2 separate regions of the Pan troglodytes genome follow, and region 2 is linked to region 1. The links are chromatin contacts, called in public HiChIP or PLAC-seq maps. All regions are on one chromosome and are shown on one strand. Each heading gives the region's core, a stretch centred on a gene start, on an enhancer-like site or on the middle of the called end of the contact. The rest is flanking DNA. Distances are from core to core; before and after follow the strand shown.

Evidence for each region. HiChIP or PLAC-seq counts read pairs in DNA pulled down with a chosen protein or histone mark.
Region 2: an H3K4me3 HiChIP or PLAC-seq map of stem cell-derived excitatory neurons shows a contact between it and region 1, with 3 times the contacts expected there. The contact joins the promoter of SNX15 here to the promoter of CDC42BPG in region 1.

Annotation. Positions count from the first base shown.
Region 1 is chr9:67,166,428-67,170,862 of NHGRI_mPanTro3-v2.0_pri, forward strand. CDC42BPG (CDC42 binding protein kinase gamma) reads right to left here and starts at 1,438. Exons shown (of 36, transcript XR_010147234.1): 1 at 1,186-1,438.
Region 2 is chr9:67,346,027-67,350,446 of NHGRI_mPanTro3-v2.0_pri, forward strand. It overlaps SNX15 (sorting nexin 15), which reads left to right and starts at 3,063. Exons shown (of 9, transcript XM_003339206.7): 1 at 3,063-3,211. ARL2 (ADP ribosylation factor like GTPase 2) reads left to right here. Exons shown (of 6, transcript XM_063783044.1): 6 at 149-345.

The sequences.
Region 1 (4,435 bases), core at 188-2,687:
CACGGCCCTTTGAGTTACCTTGGGAGATTGTCAACAGGGGTCCCAGGCAGAGGTGCTGGAGGCAGTCAGGGAGGAGCACACATGTGTGTGCAAACACACACACGTGTGTGGGTGTCATGGGGGGGTGACAACAACACAGGCAGACAGGCATAGCACGGAGGCATACCAGGGAGACAGGCACAGAGGCAGGGGCCTCTGACTGCCTCGCCCTGGATGGAAGGGTTGGGGCTAGGGGACAACTCCCTGGCACATCTGGGTGGCAGCCTCCCCCTCTACCCCAGGCCTTGTGCCTTCCCAGAGCTCAGGAGTGCCAGGAACGCTAGTTGCCCACTGGGCAAACACCTGCCTCACCCTGCCCTGGCCAGGCCCCCGTGCCTTTTCCCCATGGCCCGGCAGGGTGTGACCAGGGAACCCTCCAGCTGGCGCCAGTGCCCACAGTGGGTTCAGGGTCACCCCGGGCCAGCCACTCCCAATGACTCAGATGAGTCTACCAGGAAAGGTACAGACCCATCTCCAGCTAGGCCCCCCTCCCCGGCGCCGGCGCCACAGCCCCCAAGGAGCTTGGCCAGCAGCCTGCACAGGCCAAGGGTTGGAAATCGGTTCCTGAGTCCAGGCTGCAGTGGTCTTGTACGCAGGGAGCTGGGGGTGTGTGTGTTGGTGGGGGGAAGGTCTGCAAGTGTGCGATACCTACAGATCTGTGTGTTTTGCAGTGCCAATGCGGTCGGGGTGGTCTGCAGCGCTCCCTGGGTCTCTCCATGAGTTGTGTGTCTCAATGCATCCGAGAGGAAGGAGAAACAGAGCCCGTGTATCAGTGGGTGACATGCATGAGGGTCTGTGTGTGTCCTGCGTCAGGTGTGGCCTGTAAGCAAGGAAATCTGTACGGGACTCTAGGCGGTGCACTGGGTACATGCGTCTGCGGTCGATACCTGAGCACAAGTTGGTGTGTGTGTGCATGTGTCGGGGTCTGTGAGAGGGAAGGAGCGTGTGTGAGAATTGGAGTGAGGGTGAGGTGTGCAGGCGAGTGTGCGGGCCGCGGGGGTCCGGTGGTACGCGTCAGGGCCACTGCAGGGAGTCTGCGAGGGAAGCCCGTGGGGGTGCGGGTCCCTGCGGGAAAGTCTGCGGGTGCGGGGGTCTCGGCGCGATATCCCTAGGCCCGCCCCCGCTCCGTGCCGCCCCGCCACTCACCCCAGCTCAGGAACTGCGCCACGCTGCGCTCCCGCCGTAGGGGGCCGCTGCTGAGCTCGTGGTGCAGCGCCAGCAGCAGATCTAGGAGGCCGTCGAGCCCCGGGCAGCCGCCGGCCTCGCCCCGCGCCAGCTGCTCCAGCGCGCGCAGCCGCCGCTCCATGGCTGCGGCCGGAGCCTCGCTGCTCGGCTACAGTCTGGCCGCCCGCATGCCCGCCTGTCGGGCCGTCCGTCCGCCCAACCGTCTGAGGCTCTGTCCGCGCGTCCTCCCCCCCCTCTCCCGCCCTCCCCGCTGTCACCTTCCTCCGCCGCCGCCAGCGCGCCCTCACCTGGGCGCCGCGCCCCGCCCCCCGACGGACGGGCAGGTGCGCGCCGGCCAATGGGAGCCGCGGCTGGAGGTGAAGGTGGGGGCGGAGGCGCGCGGGGGCGGGCCCAACTCCCGGCCAGGAAGTGCGGGGGCGGGCCAGGGAGAACAACTGACTTCTGCGAGGGGCGCGGTGGGGTTCCGCGGGGTCGGAAAGACTCCCCAGGTCCCCGCGCGGCCCCAGACCCAGACTTACCTGGGCCCTCCCTGGGCCCTGACCCAGGAGGCGCGGAGCACTGCAACTTCTCTCGCCCCCTGGGTCGCAGCCGCCTTGCCCTTGGCTAAGAGAGAGGGGCTAGGGACGCCCGCGGCCCCGGAGCCGGATGGGAATTGTAGTTCGCTCTCTCCATGGTTTGCCCGCGCTTGGCACCCATCGCCCCCCCCGCCCCCGCCCAAAAAAAAGTTTCTGAATCTTACTTTGATTGTATCATTAGAGTTGATGTGGGAGACAGGAAGTTGGGGTAGGGATGGTCACGCCCATTTGGCAGATGGACACACTGAGGCTTGGGAAGGAGGAAGGCGAATTGAGGGGCTGAGGACAAGGTGGCTCTTAAGTTAGACCCTGGGGTGGAGGTGGAGCTGGGCTGGTACCAACACCACAGGCGTTTTAAGCTTCAGTAGGAGCAGGGCCTGAGGTCTGACCTGGAACGTGAAGGGCAAGGAGAGGTCTGAGATAGGCTGGAGGAGGTTGGGGAGGGGAGGGGCTGGCTCTGTCCAGTGGTATTTCTGATTTCTGTCCAGCTGTGTCCAGCTGGGATGGACCAGGCACCATGAGGAGAGATCAAAGGGTGGGACATACTGGTGGCTTCAGACAACACTTTTTTTTTTTTTTTTTGAGACAGGGTCTCTCTGTCACCCATGCTGGAGTGCAGTGACGCAATCATAACTCACTGCAGCCTTGACCTCTTAGGCTCCTGCCTCAGCCTCTTGAGTAGCTGGGATTACAGGCAGATGCCACCACACCCAGCTGATTTTTTATTTTACTTTTTGGAGTCAAGGGTTATTGTTATGTTGACCAGGCTGGTCTCGAACTCCTGGGCTCAGGTAATCCTCCCACCTTGGCCTCCCGGAGTTCTGGGATTACAGACATGGGCAACTACACCCGGCCTAGACAACACTTTCTTTTTTGAGACAGGGTCTCACTCTGTCCCCTAGGCTGGAGTGCAGTGGTGCAATCGTAGCTCACCACAGCCTCAACCTCCTGGGTTCAAGTGATCCTCCCACCTAGCTCACCACAGCCTCAACCTCCTGGGTTCAAGTGATCCTCCCACCTCAGCCTCCCGAATAGCTGAGACTACAGGCTCACACCACCAGGCCAGGCTGATGTTTTGTTTTTTGAGATGGAGTCTCACGCTGTCACCCAGGCCAGAGTGCAGTGGCACGATCTCGGCTCACTGCAACCTCTGCCTCCCAGGTTCAAGAGAGTCTCCTGCCTCAGCCTCCCAAGTAGCTGGGATTATAGGCATGTGCCACCACACCCAGCTAATTTTTGTATTTTTAGTAGAGATAGGGTTTTGCTATGTTGGCCAGGCTGATCTCGAACTCCTGACTTCAGGTGATCCTTCTGCCTCGGCCTCCCAAAGTGCTGGGATTACATGCGTGAGTCACTGGGCCCGGCCATGTTTGTATTTTTTATAGAGATGGGGTTTCGCCATGTTGCCTAGGCTGATCTCAAACTCCTGGACTCAAGCGATCTGCCTGCCTCAGCCTCCCAAAGCGCTGGGATTACAGGCTGTAGCCACTGGCCAACACATTATTTCATTAAAAGACCTGTTTAGGGGTTTGCCTCTCCTCTCGTACTGGGACCTCGGTGAGATGGGGGCAGGATCAGGTTGAGGGAGGAGGTGTTCCATGAATGTTTGAAGCAAACAGGGTGTTTCTCCCCACAAAGGGTTTTTCATGTGATTATTTGTTTATTTATTTATTTATTTTAAAGAGACAGGGTTGCACTATATTGCCACGTTGGCCAAGCTGGTCTGACCTCAGGTGATCCGCCCACCTCGGCCTCCCAAAGTGCTGGGATTACAGGCATGAGCCACCATACCCAGCCTTTTTTTGAGACAGGGTCTTGCTCTGTCACCCAGGCTGGAGTGCAGTGATGCAATCTTAGCTCACTGCAGCCTCAACATACTGGGCTCAAGTGATCCTCCCACCTCAGCCTCCTGAGTAGCTGGGACCGCAAGCCTGCACCACCACGCCTGGTTAATTTTTAATTTTTTTTTTAGAGCTGGGGTCTCTACATTGCCCGGGGCTGGTCTCAGACTCGCCCTGCCTCCCATGTGATCTCCCCAGAGGCCCGCCCTGTAGCTACGCAGGGCCCATGGGCTGAGAAATGTTTGGGGAAACAGAGTCTGGGTGTATTACCTAAATCAACCAGAATGGGATGGGGAGCCAGGATTCAAACCAAACTCTGGGGATCCCCTTCATTGTCTCTGGTCTCCTGGAAGGGAGAGGGGGCAGGAGTTCAGATCCCTCTCACCTGAGAGATTCTGAGCCCTCCTTATAGGGGCGGGGCAGGGGTGGAGCCCACAGGAGGTAGGAAGGGGCTTGCTCACTGAGGCCACACGGGGGCGCCAGAGACCAGAGGAGGGACAGGCGCTCCAGCCAGCATTAGGGAACCGGAGATAGGGAAGGGCTCCTGGGTGGGAAGATGGGCCTCTCCTCCGCTGCCCCTCGTGGACACCCCTGGTGAGGCCTCTGGGCCCTGCCTCAGTCCCTGTGTGACCTCAGGCAAGTCCCTTAACCTCTCTGGTAAGTTCTCAGAAAGGTTCATCCCCAGCCATCTGTCCATCCCCACACAGTATAGCTGAGTGGACACTGAGTCCCAGGGCTGAGGCCAGGGCTGCACGGGGCAGGGCTGGGACTGGCATTCGGCACCTCCCGCCTCTC
Region 2 (4,420 bases), core at 1,813-4,312, 180 kb after region 1:
TCTAGGTAGAGGAAGGGGAAGACAGTTCACCAGGGGAAATCCAACTCTCATAGGTATGAATTAGAAAAACAGACACAGCTGCAGACCAGGGCTCCAACTTTTTGCATGGAACATGGGCTGAAATTCAGCTCCCAATTCTCTGTTGCAGCCAGGAACCCATGTGCAGTGGACAACCTGAACAGCTGTACAAGGCCAGCACAGATTCAGGCAGAGGGGATCACAGGACAGGCATGAAGAGCAAGGGCTCCGGCTGGGCGCGGTGGCTCACCTGTAATCCCAGCACTTTGGGAGGCCAAGATGGGCGGATCATGAAGTCAGGAGATCAAGACCATCCTGGCTAACACGGTGAAACCCCGTCTCTACTAAAAATACAAAAAATTATCCGGGCGTGGTGGCGGGCGCCTGTAGTCCCAGCTACTTGGGAGGCTGAGGCAGGAGAATGGCGTGAACCCGGGAAGACGGAGCTGGCAGTGAGCCGAGATTGGGCCACTGCACTCCAGCCTGGGTGACAGAGCGAGACTCTGTCTCAAAAAAAAAAAAAGAGCAAGGGCTCTTGGGAAATGGGGAGGTGCATAGAGTCCTGTGTAGGAGGGAGTGCAGCCAGAGGGTGGGAGGGGGGCCACATCAGGCAGGGGTAGCTGAGGCCTTCCCTGAAGGCTACAGGAACTCAGAAGCAGTGCCAGGTTGGGAAAGGATAGGAAATGAGGCCACCCCAGGGGTCCAATCCAAGTGGCAAAACTGGCAGATGTTTTCATGGCACAGGGTCCTAGCAGCTGCTTACTCTGCAGGGTTCTGTGTGAAGGAGTGGCCTGTCCCTCCACACCTGTGGGTATATCTCGTCAGGTGGGACGAGAGACTGAGAAAAGAAATAGGACACAAAGTATAGAGAAAGAAAAGTGGGCCCAGGGGACCGGCGCTCAGCATACCAAGGACCCGCACTGGGACCGGTCTCTTAGTTTCTTCAGTTTTTATTGATTATTATTTTCACTATCTCAGCAAGAAGAATGTGGTAGGAGAGCAGGGTGATAATAGGGAGAAGGTCAGCAAAAAAAAACGTGAGCAAAAGAATCTGTGTCATAATTAAGTTCAAGGGGAGGTACTATGCCTGGATGTGCACGTAGGCCAGATTTATGTTTCTCTCCACCCAAACATCTCAGTGGAATAAAGAATAACAAGGCAGCATTGCTGCCAACATGTCTCGCCTCCCACCATAGGGCGGTTTTTCTCCTATCTCAGAATTGAACAAATGTACAATCTGACTTTATACCGAGACATTCAGTTCCCAGGTGCAGGCAGGAGATAGTGGCCTTCCTCTATCTCAACTGCAAGAGGCTTTCCTCTTTTACTAACCCACGTCAGCACAGACCCTTTACGGGTATCGGGCTGGGGGACGGTCAGGTCTTTCTCATCCCACGAGGCCATATTTCAGACTATCACATGGGGAGAAACCTTGGACAATATCCGGCTTTCCAGGACAGAGGTCCCTGCAGCTTTCCACAGTGCATTGTGCCCCTGGTTTATTGAGACTAGAGAATGGCGATGACTTTTCCCAAGCATACTGCCTGTAAACATTTTGTTAACAAGGCACGTCCTGCACAGCCCTAGATCCCTTAAACCTTGATTCCAAGGCCGGGCGTGGTGGCTCACGCCTGTAATCTCAGCACTTTGGGAGGCTGAGGCAGGCGAATCACGAGGTCAGGAGATTGAGACCATCCTGGCTAACACGGTGAAACCCTGTCTCTACTAAAAATACAAAAAATTAGCCAGGTGTGGTGGTGGGCGCCTATAGTCCCAGCTACTCGGGAGGCTGAGGCAGGAGAATGGCATGAACCCGGGAGGCGGAGCTTGCAGTGAGCCGAGATGGCGCCACTGCACTCCAGCCTGGGCGACAGAGCGAGACTCCATCTCAAAAAAAAAAAAAAAAAAAACACCTTCATTCCATACAACACATGTTTTTGTGAGCTCAAGGTTGGGGCAAAGGGGTTGGGGCAAAGTGGCTGGGGCAAAGTTACAGATTAACAGCATCTCAGGGCAAAGCAATTGTTCAGGGTACAGGTCAAGATGAAATTTCTTCTATCTTCCCTTCCTACATAGATACAGTAACAGTCTGATCTCTCTTTTCCCTACACTGTTCTAAGTACTACCCATTCCATTCAGCAATACAGTTAGGGACAGCCCTATGCAGTGCCGCCTATCAGGATCCTCTCTTATATGGGACACTAAGGGGTGGCACTGGCGTGGCACTGTACAGCGAGCTCAGGTGCCCCGGGGAACAGATAAGCTCTCCCAGGGGCCGGGGAGGCTTCCTGGATGGGCTGACCCTTGAGCAGGGAGGGAAGGGTCTGCGGTCACTGGCCACCACCAGCACCTTTGTTCTCCCAGGCCCTGCATCTGGACTCTCTGCAGCCACGACTGGTACGTCAAGGGCTGCAGCCCCACTGCTGGGGAGAACCCACTGCCTGGCATTGACTGGCTCCTGGATGACATTTCCTCCAGGAGGTTAAGTGCAATCTCTGCCTGCCGGGCTCAAGCAACTCTCCTGCCCCATTCTCCCGAGTAGCTGGGATTATAGGCACCCGACACCACACCTGGCTAATTTTTGTATTTTTAGTAGAGATGGGGTTTCACCATGTTGGCCAGGCTGGTCTTGAACTCCTGATATCAAGTAATCCGCCCGACTTGGCCTCCCAAAGTGCTGGGATTACAGGCATGAGCCACTGCACCTGGCCCCCAGCTAATTTTTAAATTTCTCATGAAATCAGGGGCAGCCTGTTGCCCAGGCTGGTCTCGAACTCCTGGCCTCAAGTGATCCTCCCGCCTTGGCCTCCCAAAGTGCTGGGATTACAGGCATGAGCCCCATGCCATGCTTTGCTTCTTTCTGAAGACCAAGGCACCGCACCTGTACACCTGAATTCCAGGAACAAGAGTGGCTATTCACAATGCTTCCTCTGCACTAAATACTATGTATTGTATTTAAGCCTACCAACTTCATGCTGCATTTCAACAGATTTTTGCTTCAATTCTAACACTGACTGGAGCAAAGGTCTCAAAACCCATGCCAGGTTTGGGAACACCAGTCTCCACGTGGCCTACACTGACAGTACCAATACCACCAATTTTGTGGACGTCTGGAGGGGCAGAACCAAGAGCTGGTAGGATGTGATCTAGAGCTTCCGAGCAGCGTGGTTCCACAGCATCGCCATCTTTACAGGTGACTTTCCATCCCTTGAGCCAAGGCATGTGAGCTCTTGGCTCCCGCCTGTTGTCACCACTCCAACCAGATATTGGCACAAATACTACTATGTTAGAGTTGTAGCCAATTTCTTAATGTAGGTGCTGATTTCCTTAATGATTTCCCCCATCTCTCCTTTTTTTTTTTTTTTTTTTTTGAAACGGAGTCTCACTCTGTCCTCTGTCTCCCAGGCTGGAGTGCACCTCCTGGTTTCAGGCAATTCTCTGCCTCAGCCTCCCAAGTAGCTGGGATTACAGGCACCCGCCACCATGCCCAGCTAATTTTTGTATTTTTAGTAGAGACGGGGTTTCACCATCTTGGTCAGGCTGGTCTTGAACTCCTGACTTCCTAATCCACCCACCTCTGCCTCCCAAACTGCTGGGATTACAGGCGTGAGCCACCACGCCCGGCCCCCATCTCTCCTCTTTAGGGTGGCTCATTGGGATCCATTTTGTTAACACCAACAATTAGTTTCACACCCAGCGTGTAAGCCAGAAGGGTGTGCTCACGCGTCTGCCCATTCTTGGAATTATCAGCTTCAAATTCATCAATACCAGCAGCAACAATCAGGACAGCACAATTAGCCTGAGATCAGGTTTTTGATAAAGTCTCTGCATCCTGGGCCATTGATGATGGTCACATAGTACTTGCTGGTCTCAATTGCCAGCAGGGAGGTATCAGTGGTGATACCACTCTCACGTTCAACTTTCAGCTTACCCAAGACCCAGGTATGCTTGAAGGAGCCCTTTCCCATCTCAGCAGCTTCCTCAAAATTGTCGATGGTTCTTTTGTGGATCCCACCACACTTGTAGATCAGATGGCCAGTAGTGCTGGACTTGCCCAAATCAGATGACGATGTTGAGCTGAGTCTTTTCCCTCCCCTGCTCCCTTTCTTTTGAGATGGAGTCTCACTCTGTTGCCCAGGCTGGAGTGCAGTGGTGTGATTGCAGCTCACTGCAGCCTCAACCTCCTGGGCTGAAGCCATCAGCCAGCTCAGCCCCTGGAGTAGCTGGAATTACAGGCGTGCGCCACCACGCCCAGCTAATTTTTGTATTTTTAGTAGAAACGGGGTTTCACCATGTTGGCCAGGCTGGTCTTGAACTCCTGACCTCAAGTGATCCACCTGCCTCCACTGCCCAAAATGCTGGGATTACAGGCATGAACCACCGCGCCAAACCCCCATTTTGG